5 separate regions of the Mus musculus genome follow, and regions 2, 3, 4 and 5 are each linked to region 1. Evidence: chromatin contacts called from public HiChIP or PLAC-seq, capture Hi-C and promoter capture Hi-C data. All regions are on one chromosome and are shown on one strand. The core of a region is the stretch at or near the end of the contact, and the rest is flanking DNA. Distances in the headings are between cores, read along the strand shown. Region 1 has its middle 17 kb from the start of Sec61g. Region 2 has its middle 140 kb from the start of Gm31268. Region 3 holds the start of C1d (C1D nuclear receptor co-repressor). Region 4 holds the start of Pno1 (partner of NOB1 homolog). Region 5 overlaps Ppp3r1 (protein phosphatase 3, regulatory subunit B, alpha isoform (calcineurin B, type I)).

Evidence for each region. Promoter capture Hi-C pulls out the DNA fragments that hold promoters and counts their contacts. HiChIP or PLAC-seq counts read pairs in DNA pulled down with a chosen protein or histone mark. Capture Hi-C pulls out chosen DNA fragments and counts their contacts.
Region 2: a capture Hi-C map of embryonic stem cells shows a contact between it and region 1, with 2.6 times the contacts expected there. The contact joins two enhancer-like sites. A contact is called at or near these places in 1 of 115 datasets of contacts at active chromatin or transcription factors (embryonic stem cells) and 1 of 9 other capture datasets (embryonic stem cells).
Region 3: a promoter capture Hi-C map of embryonic stem cells shows a contact between it and region 1, with 5 times the contacts expected there. The contact joins the promoter of C1d here to the enhancer-like site in region 1. A contact is called at or near these places in 1 of 39 promoter capture datasets (embryonic stem cells), 9 of 484 Hi-C or Micro-C datasets (CD4 T cells, the HPC-5 cell line, Th1 cells and 5 more), 8 of 115 datasets of contacts at active chromatin or transcription factors (DN3 thymocytes, the NIH/3T3 cell line, cardiomyocytes and 2 more) and 3 of 9 other capture datasets (adipose tissue, embryonic stem cells and liver).
Region 4: a contact with region 1 is called in a promoter capture Hi-C map of embryonic stem cells, with 4 times the contacts expected there. The contact joins the promoter of Pno1 here to the enhancer-like site in region 1. A contact is called at or near these places in 11 of 39 promoter capture datasets (the 3T3-L1 cell line, the C10 cell line, cranial neural crest and 8 more), 1 of 15 datasets of contacts at CTCF or cohesin (pro-B cells), 12 of 484 Hi-C or Micro-C datasets (B cells, CD4 T cells, the G1E-ER4 cell line and 8 more), 22 of 115 datasets of contacts at active chromatin or transcription factors (the NIH/3T3 cell line, acute myeloid leukemia, astrocytes and 12 more) and 4 of 9 other capture datasets (adipose tissue, embryonic stem cells, liver and 1 more).
Region 5: a contact with region 1 is called in an H3K27ac HiChIP or PLAC-seq map of embryonic stem cells, with 5 times the contacts expected there. The contact joins two enhancer-like sites. A contact is called at or near these places in 4 of 39 promoter capture datasets (cranial neural crest, maxillary cranial neural crest, pre-B cells and 1 more), 1 of 15 datasets of contacts at CTCF or cohesin (pro-B cells), 3 of 484 Hi-C or Micro-C datasets (all in embryonic stem cells), 4 of 115 datasets of contacts at active chromatin or transcription factors (all in embryonic stem cells) and 1 of 9 other capture datasets (embryonic stem cells).

What each region holds. Positions count from the first base shown.
Region 1 is chr11:16,524,191-16,526,759 of GRCm38.p6, reverse strand. No RefSeq gene overlaps it. Among named protein-coding and RNA genes, the nearest start is that of Sec61g, 17 kb to the right of the region's middle. Within about 2 kb of position 1,274, at least 39 of the 459 cell types and tissues checked have an H3K27ac peak or open chromatin away from gene starts, as enhancers often do. A contact at or near this core is called in the NIH/3T3 cell line, adipose tissue, differentiating embryonic stem cells and 6 more, where this site is marked.
Region 2 is chr11:17,459,857-17,462,425 of GRCm38.p6, reverse strand. No RefSeq gene overlaps it. Among named protein-coding and RNA genes, the nearest start is that of Gm31268, 140 kb to the right of the region's middle. Within about 2 kb of position 1,300, at least 50 of the 459 cell types and tissues checked have an H3K27ac peak or open chromatin away from gene starts, as enhancers often do. A contact at or near this core is called in embryonic stem cells, where this site is marked.
Region 3 is chr11:17,256,250-17,258,818 of GRCm38.p6, reverse strand. It overlaps C1d (C1D nuclear receptor co-repressor), which reads right to left and starts at 1,272. Exons shown (of 5, transcript NM_020558.4): 1 at 1,161-1,272.
Region 4 is chr11:17,210,319-17,212,887 of GRCm38.p6, reverse strand. It overlaps Pno1 (partner of NOB1 homolog), which reads left to right and starts at 1,299. Exons shown (of 7, transcript NM_025443.2): 1 at 1,299-1,575; 2 at 1,751-1,900. The coding sequence starts at 1,381. It overlaps Wdr92 (WD repeat domain 92), which reads right to left and starts at 995. Exons shown (of 8, transcript NM_178909.4): 1 at 742-995. The coding sequence starts at 924.
Region 5 is chr11:17,182,083-17,184,651 of GRCm38.p6, reverse strand. Ppp3r1 (protein phosphatase 3, regulatory subunit B, alpha isoform (calcineurin B, type I)) reads right to left here. Exons shown (of 6, transcript NM_024459.2): 2 at 2,506-2,545. Among named protein-coding and RNA genes, the nearest start is that of Ppp3r1, 24 kb to the right of the region's middle. Within about 2 kb of position 1,286, at least 16 of the 459 cell types and tissues checked have an H3K27ac peak or open chromatin away from gene starts, as enhancers often do. A contact at or near this core is called in embryonic stem cells, where this site is marked.

The DNA of each region.
Region 1 (2,569 bases), core at 25-2,524:
CACATCCCTTTATAAACATTCAGGACCAGAGCCCTGCACTCACTTGGAGGTTTGCCACTGGAATTTATCTCAGAAGCAGAGAATTAGTCACAGGATTGCAGGTAACCACAAAAGAGAGGAGGGACACAAACTAATCGCATAATGAGACCTTGAGTGCCAGCACTTGCACAGAGCATCTGTTAATCTTACAAACAATCCCGTGAGAAAGATGTGGCTTCCTTCATCTTTTAGAAAAGCAAACTAGAGCTTAGAGCCACTTGGGAACAAGCTCAAAGAATTATGCACAATATTCAGGGCAGGCTGAGTCTCTATCCTGGAGTACCATAATTACAATCCACAAGTCCCTCTCTCACAGACCAGAGACTTTAACGGTAATATGTACCATCAATTCCATCATCTTGCCTTGGCTGCTGAGCATCTGTCAGTGCAGGGATCACATAAAAATTGGACATTAGACCCAAAGTCCAAATGTCCTTTTCTGGATTTTTCTGTTGCCACCAGAGTGGCAAAGTCTTGTAAGACTCCGGGGAGCCTTAGCTTACCAGGGACACCTGAGTGAACCATGTGGAGTCAGGATCAACGCAAAAAGCAAGAGGAATTTATTGTTCCAGTGCACTGGAGTCGTCCAGACCCAAAGGAGAGGCAGTGACCCCCCAGCACCAGTTTGGGGAATTTTTATATGGTTTCCAGGGCCAGAACAGAGCATCTGCAACTAGGCACAATATGATTGGCTGAACAGTGCACCTTTTAAACTGATTGGTCTTTAGGGAATGAGGTGACAAGGACTTCCCTTGTCTGAAGGTGAGCAATGGTCTGTCCTGAGGAATGTGTCCCCACCCGCAGGTTCCTGCCCTTAGGTCTGAGAAATGCTAATTAGCCTCTCCCTTCCAGAGGGCTGAGGGTTTCATGACCTTCCCAAAGTTCCTACGCTGACCTTTCCACTTCCATCAGTATGGCTTTGCTGGACTGTGTCACAGAGAGAAAGAAAGAAAGAAAGAAAGAAAGAAAGAAAGAAAGAAAGAAAGAAAGAAAGAAAGAAAGAAAGAAAGAAAGAAAGAAAGAAAGAAAGAAAGAAAGCGATTCTGAATCAAATAGATAGTTTGGGAAATGGATCCATTTTCTTTCCTCTGTAGCATTGAGTGAATGAATGTTTCTTGGTGCTCCCTAACAACCTGGCTATGTCTTCTTTCCTAGATGACAAAGTTGTTAAAGAGTGCACAGACTTAGAGTCAGTTCCTCCGTCTTTCCCACACCACTGTGTCAGAGATCCATGTTCCTGCACTGCCCTCTATTTATGACTATCTGAAACACAAAATCAGGAACTCTAGAGGGATCCAAGCACTCTTTAAAAAATTAGGGTGCTATTTTACAATAGACTTATACTGAGTTTTCAACATTCAGTAGGCAGGAGTGTCCATAGTAGTAAATATTGTACTGATATCAAACTACTGCACTTTTGAACTGTATTAGTGATAGCTGAAAAGAGAAAGTTAATACGATTTTGAGATGTTTAAAGGATAGTTTTTGATTGGAGATAGCAATTACAATACTAGAAATGGCTTCCAAAGCTCCTTGGAAAAGAGCATGGAGGGGAATCAGTCCAAGGGCTCACCAGGGTTTGGATACAGCCACAGAATTTGTGTATATTTTCTTGGTGGAACATCGCCATCTTGTGTCTTTTCCAGATATTTCACATAGAAATATGCATCACCATGGTTCTTTTAGTGTTTAATACTTGTTCCCTAGTACAGATTCTAATTTTTGTTTCAAGATTCAAACTAAATAACACAAGTACATGTATATAATTTTATACCTCCCACTTCCTTGTTTGTGTTTGCTAATTATTCAAAATGATGAGTTTATGACTCTTTCATACATGTACGTAGTCTATGTCAATCAATAGGCTATTGTAAACAACTGTATTATAGTATGATGTGCTGGTTAGTTTTATGTTAACTTGACACAAGCTAGAGTCTTTAGAGAGGAAGAAACCTCAATTGAGAAAATGGCTCTGCCTGTAGGAGATTTTCTTAATTAGTCACTGATGGGCAAGGCCCAGATTATCGTGCATGGTGCCATCCTTGGATTGGTGGTCACAGGTTTTATAAGAATGGCTGTGCAAGGCATTGGGAACAGTAAGCAGCACTTTTGCATAGCCTCTGCATTAGCTCCTGCCTCCAGGAGCTCCTACTGTCCTGCTTGAGTTCCTGTCCTAACTTCTTCCACCTATGGGAGGTGGTGTGAAAATGTAAGCCACATAAATCCTTTCCTCCCCAGTTTGCTTTTAGTCATGGGGTTTCATCACAAAAATACTAACTTCACTAAGACATATAATAATCAAAACTACAATGTTATGCATTGCATAATAAGCCAATCATGAGTTATAAAAGTTATATGTTCAAGGGGTTGCAATAGACCATATGGAGTGCAAGAAGACTGAGCACAACCAGCAACATAAAATTTCAAATGCTACACACCTCTGTTCAATTGCCTGATCCTCTGTACATCTCCCCTGTCTCCTCTCACACCTGATCCTGGCCTCTTATTTCCTCCCCACTCCTTTCTCCCT
Region 2 (2,569 bases), core at 51-2,550, 940 kb before region 1:
TGAAGGAAGCAATTTTTCTCCCATCTCCATTTTGCTTTCTATGTGGAGGTCCTGCCTTCTCTTTCTCCTGTCATCTTCTCACTCCTCCAACACACCGCTCAATCTCAGTCCCGTTGGATGTGGCAGGAGTGAGGGAGTCGCATGACCAAGCACAGGGGTTAATTCATAGGTTTCGGTAATCTGTTGGCCTGGGCAGATTTCTCAAAGTGTGTCTACCACATTAGCACAAATGATTGCAAGGTTCAGAAATGAATATAAATTACGCATTAGCCCACAAGTAAGTACATCTTATACAAGACAAAACCATAGCAATTAGCAATGTGCTACAAAATGAAACACTCTTGTCTGTAATAATAAAAATAGGTTGAATTTGGCATACTCTCCTAAGGTCTCAGAGAGACAGTATCCGAGAACCACTTTTACACATAGATGAAATGCTTATGTGAAGGTGTTTAAAGAAGGACATGTGAGTGGTGGGATTGTTCTAGACAGACAGAAAGGGCAAAGAGGAAGTGAAAGCTAAGAAGACTACACTGTAGTGAGTGGTTGCAGTTAGAAAAGCAGTTTGTTTTCAAGTCCTTCTGGGAAACCATATGATATTGTGTGTTAAAAATCCCTAAGTATTAATAACTTTGTGGTTATCCCAATTAATATTTCTCCAAGAAAGAAATTGTGCTGTGAAAGCAATCATAAGCATCCCATGTTGCCTGAAAGAAAAAGGCAGACATGTGAATTATAGTACATCTACTTGGAAAGTTGTACATCCGTGGAAACAATGTTATAATATTGGTTATGTTATTATAACATTGTAATAATATTAGTTGTATATTATACATAGTTATAATAATGAAAAATGATTATTATAAATATTAGATGGTAGTCTGAGGAAATGCACATGAAAAAAATCCAAGCCTTCCAAAAGTAAGTTATAAAATTATGCATGTGCTATAACCAAAGTCATATTATACATATATTATAGTCAAGCTTTTGTTTCTGAAAGTTGCAAATGATGATTCCGTACAGCTGAGGATACCTGTATGAAAGAATCTCTACAGACTTCCTACGATGCGCAGTAGTATTTAATTTTTTGTTTTCATTTACATGCAACTGTTGTTTCAGCTCTTCAGCTTTCAGTCTTTCCCTAGAATGTGTCTTTTACGGGAGAAACGCAGCTTCCAGTAAGAGGCTGAAATTCCCGCCTTCCGGGAAAACCCGCAGAAACCCAAGCTCCCGGCGCTCAGTGGTGCTTCCTGGTTTCCACCCTCTGCCTCTAAGGCCATTGTGCTTGAAACTTGTTGGAGTGAAAGGAATTCCCGGAAGCCCCAAGTCAACGAAGAAAGAAGCCAGATCGCAGTAGCAGATGGTTCATCTTACAGCTTTCATTTATTTTCTTTACGTGCCAGGAGGGGGTTACATTATCGACTGGGAGGGTGACCACACCTCTCTTCTTTAGAAAATGCCTGCTTGGCACCGTGGCATTCACCCAAGAAAAGTGTCACATTCTTTTGTCCCAGAGGTCCAGAGAAAGCTCTATCAGGCGGTTTTTGTTTTTGTTGTTGGTTTAAAAAAAAAAAAAAAAAAAAAAAAAACAGTATAATTACCATAAAGAAACCCTTCTGTCTCAAAAACACAAGCTTCCCATACATGGTAAGATGAACTAGACGTTATTTCTCTGCACAGCAAAAAAAAAAAAAAAAAAAAAAAAACCTTTTGGCCCACCCTACAAGCCATTTATGGGTTTGATTAAGGCCCACGGGTGTCTCTAACTTATTTATTTAGGAAACACTGTTATTGTCTTAATGTAAACCCAGTTCAGGATCAGTTGACAGTTGGAAAGCTGCGGCAGAGGGTTTTCAAAGGCGCCTCCTTGGAAAGGGGCTCTCCATTCAGCTCCAGTTTCTGAGTCGTACTGCCAGCTCTGCTCAGAAAATAAACAAATGTTTGTTTTACAACATGGCAAAGGGGGCTCCCATTCATCGTGGGCCAGATATGAAAACAAACTTCCACGTATAAGGGCTTTTGATACACATGACTTACTTGGATGACAAGAGGCTCACTGGGGAGTGCTTAAAGCTTATTAATATTGCACAAAAGACTTTTGTTTATCATTTCCCTGGACTGCCTGGGAATCACAGATTCAAGCCGCCACCCGGCTGGTGTCCTAGCATTTTAGCTGCCTTTAACGTGTGCAGATTGTGAAAGTACTGCTGGTTTGGAGCCAAACACAAACTCTCCACCAAGCCAGGTGAAAGAACTCAGAACTGCAGGGTTCTAAGAACCAAGGTTGGGATTGAAATTAAAGAGAGAGCAGAGGGGAGAGAGCTCCCTCTACAGGTAAAAAACTAGATGCCTTGCATCTACCTGCTTGGAAACCAGTAACTTCCAGAAAATTTGGAATCCATGGCCTGTCTAAAGAGACATTTCACCTCCTATTTAAACAGTCTACGCCTACAAGCTCTACTCTTCAGACAATGATCATAATGAAAAATCCTCTCTTGAGGCATCTGTTTACTAGGAAGGTGTGCAATGAGGTATAACCGATGTCATCTCCACCTCCCCTGTAATCTAG
Region 3 (2,569 bases), core at 23-2,522, 730 kb before region 1:
CTATACTCCATTAGTAGAATGCTCAAAGTACTAGTTCATAATATTAGTTATTATTTAAGAAAGTGGAAATAACAAAGAGGTAATCCACTGTAGACTATTCAGAGCCATACATGAAGAGTCAAATGCTTGCAAACAAGTGCTACTGTTTACCCATAGAACTTTTCAAAGTTAAAAACAAGAGAAAACTGCATCCCTATAGGTACCGGAAAGCATCCACAACATCTCTGATTTGGGAATTTCACTTCTATTACTAGAAAACAACAAAAACTGTTCACACTGTCATCTTATCTTGTAACAAAACAATTCAGTCTATCAATTCCACCATCCAGAAGTAGTTTTCTAAAGTTCAATAAGGATAGCTGTCATTTATAAATAAAAACTAACGTTGATACTTAGTTCTGTCTACTCTTAGTCCAAACAGGTTAATAATTACACCACAGACATCTCACCAGGGCAAATACACCTTTTCCAAGCCAAAACTAAATTGTAGTCAACACATTTTAAGTCATTAACGCTATCTTCCAACAGAAATTTGAGCCACGATGAAATTTTCCCAGATGACACTGAAAAATTCCTCTTAATACAATCCGCTACAGCAGAAAGCTGCCGGCCCGGCCCGGTTTCCCACGCCTTTAATCCTAACACCTAAGAGAGGGAGGCTGATCTCGGAGTTCGAGGCCAGCCTGTTCTACAGATCGAGTTCCAGGACAGCCAGGGCTATACTGAGAAACTGTGTCTCGGAAAAGAAAAAGTAAAATTAAGGAAACCCTTGTTTCAAAAGGGCTAACACTGCCACCGCAAGCATTCCGACCTTGGGCGGAACAGGAAGGGCTGCACGCAAAGTTACTTTTTCCACCTTCCATTTTGTCTCCGTTTAGATTTGGAATCAGCTAGAAGCTGATGGCGTTGGGTGTTTTACTTGTCGCTTTTCAACCTCTGAAAGGCAACGTTAACAGTGGCAGCGAAATGAAGACGGTATTGACAGAGAAACTAAAGGCCAAAGCAAAGCCCGAGAGCCGCCACTGCAGGGACTACGCTAGAAGCGAGCAGTCCCGCTCGGCTCCTCCCAGTCGGCCACAGGACGGACGTGATCCCGGGGTGCGGGAAAAGAGACTGTGACGGGAGCACGACAAGCACCCGAACGCGGTTCTGCACAATACCTCAATACCGTGGACGCCTGTCTCCGGGAAATAGGTCGCACGATGATGACGCCATGACACGGCTTCTGCCTGCCGCCCGTGCGTCTCTCCCGGTCGTGCGCGTGCGCACTTCAGTCCCGAGGCTTGCCCCGCCTCTGTCCATCCAGGAGCTAAGTGCAGTGGTCTGTCTGTCTGTCTGTCTGTCTTTCTTTCTTTCTTCTGTCTGTCTGTCTGTCTTTCTTTCTTTCCTTCTTTCCTTCCTTCCTTCCTTCCTCCCTCCCTCCCTCCCCCCTCTCTCTCTTTCTCTTTTTGACACATTTTTTAATTAACTATTTATTTACATTCCAGGCGTTACCCCCCTCCCGGTCCCCCACCCAGTTCCTCACACCATTCTGCTCCCCATCATCTATCTCCCCATCCCCCATTATTGGGGCCTCAAGACCCTTGGGAATTGGACCCATCTTCTCCAACTGAAGCCAGACTAAGCAGACCTCTGCTACATAGGTCCCAGGAGGCTGGGGAATGGGTGGCACTTGGCTCAGCCCATGTATGCTGCCTGGTTGTTGGCTCAGCCTCTGGGAGCCCCCCGGGGTCCGGGTTGGTTGAGACTGCTGATCTTCCTATGGGGTCACCCTCCCCTTCAGCTCCTTCAACCCTTCCTCTAATCCAACCGTAGGGGTCTCTAACCTCAGTCCGACAATGGTTGGGTGTAAGTATCTGCCTCTTTCTCAATCAGCTGTTGGTAGAGCCTCTCAGAGTGGACAGCCATGCTAGGCAAAGAACTTAAAGGTCTCCCGCCAAGGTGGCAAGATTGGAGTCGAAGGCCCTGGCATTTTGTCTAGATTAGGCTTCTTCAAACTGAATGTTCCTTACACCTTTGTCCATTTCTTTGCTTTGATGGAAGTTGGGTCCCTCCGGACCAAACTGTGCACCTCAGATTAATCTTTGGAGGGGCTTCCCTAATATAGTGCCCGATACCTGGTTAGGTGATAGTTATGAAAAATAGTTTCAAAAATTAAATGAGGGTGTGAAGATATGAAAAGTACAAGTTCATATTTTGTGTTGTTTTTGTTTTTGAATGGGTCTCACTGTGTGATATAGCTGACCTTGAATTCAGGATTATCAGTACTAGGGTTACAGGCCGTGCCATCATTCCTAACTGTGTTCGATAGTTTTATGTCAACTTGGCACAGGTCTCCTGAGTGGAAGGAATCTCAATTAAGAAAATGCCCCATAAGGTCAGGTTGTAGGCAGTCCTGCAAGGCATATCATTAGTGATTGACAGGGGAGGGCCCAGCCAATTATGCATGGTGCCATCCTGGACTGGTGGTCCTAGGCTGTCATAAGAAAGTAGGTTGGGCAAGCCATGAGCTCCTGCCTCCAGGTTCCTGTCCTGTTTGAGTCCCTGCCTTTACTTCCTTAGGCAAGAG
Region 4 (2,569 bases), core at 50-2,549, 690 kb before region 1:
GTTGCAGATAGGGTTTCAAACTGAAATTCTCCTGCTGTTTTCTCTTGATTGCCGTGAGTAAAGGTGTGCAACACCACTTCTAGCTCGTGTTTTTCTTTTTTAAAAAGATAATAAACTACCTTCCACCATTATCACTGAGCTTTCTCACATGCTGTTTTTTGTAAGAAACTTCATACTCTACTCTAAATTTGCTTTAGTTAGTTTCTACTCGTCCTGCATCTGTTTTTACTTTTATAGACCTGCACATTAGAAAACTCATCTTGATGAGTTTACATGTATGTATGCATTCTTGGTCTGGCTGTTGGACTGTCTCCCCCAACAGAAAATAAACTCCATGATATAGCTGGCATTGCAATTCCCATGCCTGGGACTATCAGGCATTGAACTGACACTTCTTGAAAGGATGTGGTATTTACTAGTTCGTCATCAACTTTGTTGTAGGTATCCCGGTGCCTCCTTTGGTTTTGCTTGTATGAAATGTGGGTTTATTGCATATATCTACTAGTAGACTACGACAACTGCTAACAGCCTATAAGGTCCAAGAACGTTGCCACGAAATGTTAACTTCACTTCCCAGAAACCTTGCAACGGACTGCACGGAGGATGGTGGGAGGAAGAGGCTGCAGTGAGAGCCTAGTTTGAAGTATTTCTCAATCTGTCACCTCCTTTCTGTTTCTGCTGGAGCATTGAGGAATCAGACCCTAGATCACGCAAACCCAAACGGTCCAAGCCTGCACCCACCTCCCGCAGCAGCTTGAGGTCCCCGCGCTGGATCTCGTACACCTGGATAACGCCGGTGCCCCGGGCAAAGTTGCCCATCGTCACGAATTTGGCACTGCAGGGCACCCATTTGCTGTCGAACACTGTGTAGTTGAGGCCCTTTTGAATGTGGACAATGATCTGAGGCTTCTCGAAGGTGGACATGGTGTAGATGCAACCAAACGCTAACTTGGTAACCAGACTGCAAACAGATCAGGGGCAGTTTGTCCCTCCCTAGCCGCATTCTACCCGGAAGCCTTAGCAAGTTGGGCTTGGATGCCTCCGAAAATGCCGTGTGAGCTACTGAGACCGCAACAGATGCTTCTCCACACATGGCACAAGCTAATTTACTGCCGTTACCACAACGACTTTACATAGACACAGTAAAGACTGTGAATGCTTCGGCTGCGAGCGTATGAGGGCACGGAGACATTAGCAAACAGGCATATCCCAGGACAGCAATTCCGAAACGCGGACCAATCCAGCCTTAGGCCCCTGGCATGGACCCCGCCTAGGAAAAGGGGTGGTGTCTTCAAATCGATTGGTGGAGGCTGGCGCATGCGCTGTACAACCACGCACGTGTTCCTCTAGTCGTACTTGCCGGGATTGATCTTGGCCGAGATGGAGACGCAAAGCACCGGAACGGAGGACGGCTTTACTCCCGTCACGCACAGAGGGGGCCGCCGGGCGAAGAAACGACAGGCTGAGCAGTCGTCAGCGGCGGGACAGGATGGAGAAGCCGGACGCATGGACACGGAGGAGGCGCGGCCGGCGAAGAGGCCGGTCTTCCCGCCGCTCTCCGGGGATCAGCTCCTGGTGGGGATCAGGACGGGACGGGACGGGGCGGGGCGGGGCCCGGGCGTCCAGGTGAAAGGGTCGGTTCTCGGTTTTGTTTTGTTTTGTTGTTTTGGGGGGTTTGTTTGTTTGTTTGTTTTTTCGCCTAGGCCCGCATCTCTCAGTCGCCTCCTGAGTGTGTATGTTTTTATTGCAGACTGGGAAAGAAGAAACGAGGAAAATTCCCGTCCCAGGTAACAGATACACACCGTTGAAAGAAAACTGGATGAAGATATTTACTCCGATTGTAGAACATTTGGGACTTCAGATACGCTTTAACCTGAAATCAAGGAATGTAGAAATCAGGGTAAGGAAGAGGGTAGCCATTTCGTAGCCTACCATTTCGTAGTTTCAGCCTTAATAAAAGTAGACAATGATACACGGTAGTGCCTAAACAAGTGGTAATTGTAGGTACTTTCTTCAGTGTAAGTGCTCTTTTTGGAGGAAACGTGTGCCACTTAGAAAAAAATGTAAATTAATTCCTTTATTTTTTTTTCAGTAGATCTTCGGTGTCAGTGCCAAATTAATTTTCCCATATCACAATGCTTTTATTATGGTATTCTAGCCTCCTCGGCATTCCTAAGGGATAAAGGCCAGACACTTGACTAAGCCTGCCTTTCAAGTAGGAGACCCAGTTGTGTTTGTTTCCCTTTTTTTTGTTTTTTTTTGTTTTTGGTTTTTTTTTCCCCTGCCAGTATCTTTGGTGGCTCTGGTCTCTGGAGAAGGCCACTTTCTCTGCTGTCTTCTTACTTCAGTTCCAGTCAGCTTTCAAGAGAACTCAAGCTCTCTTCAGAAGTTTATACATTTCTGTTCTACTTTAGCTGCCTTGTTTACTGCAGGGTCATTGGTTTGTGTTCTTAGTATTTGCTGATACCATATATCAGATGCACAGTGATAGCTTAACGTATACCACATCATTTGTTCCTTAAGGTATGACATAGATGATATACACCCATAGACATGAGAGTGCTGGAGG
Region 5 (2,569 bases), core at 37-2,536, 660 kb before region 1:
ACTCCAGATTCAGGGGACCAGCCTCTTCTGGTCTAACACTTGCACACAGAGACCTAGGCACAAATGAAATTAACAAAAATAAAATGGCCAGATTTTAGTTTTGAATCGTAAATTTACAAGTATTCACACGGGCTTTTGGTATTTCTAGATTAAAATTCTTAGATACTTCAAAATTATCAAGTAATAGTCAAATGGATAAAAACCAGACATCATCAATAACTCATGAACTAGATACTGACAGATGCCTGCGATTCCAGTACTCAGAATGTCAAGGCAGGAAGACCAGAGGCTGACGATTAACTCTGTATTATACATGTTCCCCAAATCTACTGTGCTCTCTAGGGTTCTACTACAGACAACTAAATCAAATGTGTTAGCTGACAGACCATAGTCTTTTGAGACACAGTTTCATTACATATTCTAGTATGACCTCCAACTCATGGCAATCCTCGTATGCTACCAAGGGAAGGAGGGGGGAGGGGAGAGAAAGAGAGAAGAGTAGAGGGAGGGAAGGCAGACTGCATTAAACTTGTAAGAACATTTACAAGCCACACTATGAAAGGGCCTATTCTAAAATCAGGAAGCTACAAAGTGAATGTTAAGCTTCTGGCTCTAGAACTTTGCAACCACACAAACAACTCTAATCCTAAATTAACATCCAGCCTTTCAAATATTAAGCTTCCATCTAATATACATATAAAGTTAAGACCTGGACTGGCAAAAATGCCTCAAGAGGGTAAAGGGACTTGAGACGACCTGAATGCAATCCCTGGACCTCACACAGAGATAAGAAAGAACAGACTCTCCGGCAGTGGTGGCACACACCTTTAATCCCAGCACTCGGGAGGCAGAGGCAGGCGGATTTCTGAGTTCGAGGCCAGCCTGGTCTACAGAATGAGTTCCAGGACAGCCAGGGCTACACAGAGAAAGCCTATCGAGAGAGAAAGAGAGAGAGAGAGAGAGGGAGAGAGAGAGAGAGAGAGAGAGAGAGAGAGAGAGAGAGAGAGAGAACGAACGAACATGAACAGACTCCATGGTTGTCTTTTAACTTCCATGCACATGCTATGGCACATGTGTCCACACAGGCATGCCATATATAAACACACAATAATAAGAGCCAGTCATGATGTGGTGGTATGAATAAGAATGGCCCCCATAGTCACTTAGATGAAATGGTTGGCCACCAGGGAGTGGCATTTTTGAAAGAATTAGTAGGCATGGCTTTTTAGAGGAAGTGTGTTACTGGGGGTAAAACCCAAGCCAGGCCCAGAGGCTCTCTGCTGCCTGGGGATGTAGAACACTCAGCTACACATCCAGCAACATGTCCTGGCATGCCTTGATACTCTGCCATGATAATGAACTAAACCTCTGAAACTGTAAGTCGGCCCCAATTAAATGCTATCTTTTCTAAGAGTCGTGATGGTCATGGTGTCTCTTCACAGCAACAGGACACTGACTAATGGATGCTTTTAATCCCAGCACTTTAGAAGCAAAGAAGCAAAGGAGAGCAGATCTCTGTGAGTTCAAGACCAGCTCCACATTAAAAGTTACAGGCTAGCAAAGGCTACACTATAAGAACAGGTCTCATAAACAGACAGACAAATAAGGGGCTGGCAAACAAACAAACAAACAAACAAACAAAAAAACCACAAAACAAAATAATAACAAACAAGACACACCAGTAAAGATGCTTGCCACCACACCTAATAAACTACCTCAATTGGATCCTATGGACCTGTATGGTACAAAGAAAAATACCAATCCCCACAAATGTCCTACTCATCTCTACTTACACTGACACTGTGGCAAACGTGTGAGCCCTGCCCCCCACATCTGTATGTAGGGATAAGTAAAATGTAGTTAAAAAGCCATCCCCAAGCTTATATAGAAACATTTACAGTAGCTGAAGTCTTTGACAACTGACTTTCACTCTAGAAATCTGCTGGTCTTCAGAGTCACCCTGACCCATTCCATCAAAATCCAAAAGTCTCAAATGTCAAAATACAATTTTCACACATCTGTTTCTCTTCTCCCTAGTTCAGGTGGCAGCTGACCCAGTTATGTGACAAGTTCTAGCCCACGAAACTCGGCTTTCATGTTTTTGCAATTCCATTTCCCCAATGATCTGGGGAATTCTGGGTACAGTTATTAACATTACAAAACAAAGAAGCCCAGATCCATGGATCAACAAATAGAAAAAAAAAAAACAAAACAAAACAGAACAAACAAAAAACATGATTACAAATTCACTTTGAAAAGAGCCCTCTTAGTTCACAGAGATTTAGGGGTTTAACCTTTAATGTTGTGTATATATTAATAATAAAATCTACTTTTTAAATATTTCCTACTTCAGTAACTTCAAGAGTGTGTGTTCCATGCCTTCTCCATTTTAAATGTAGGCCACATTTGATAAAAAATCAAGTACTCATCATAGAGATGTGTGCCTGCCCCTCCCCCCAGATTCATAAGCAAAACACATGCTTGCTCTCATTATATTCAACTTACAGTGTGAGCACATTTCCAAAGGGTAACTCGCCTCATTTCCCTGGGGAAGGAAGAAAGAATCAAT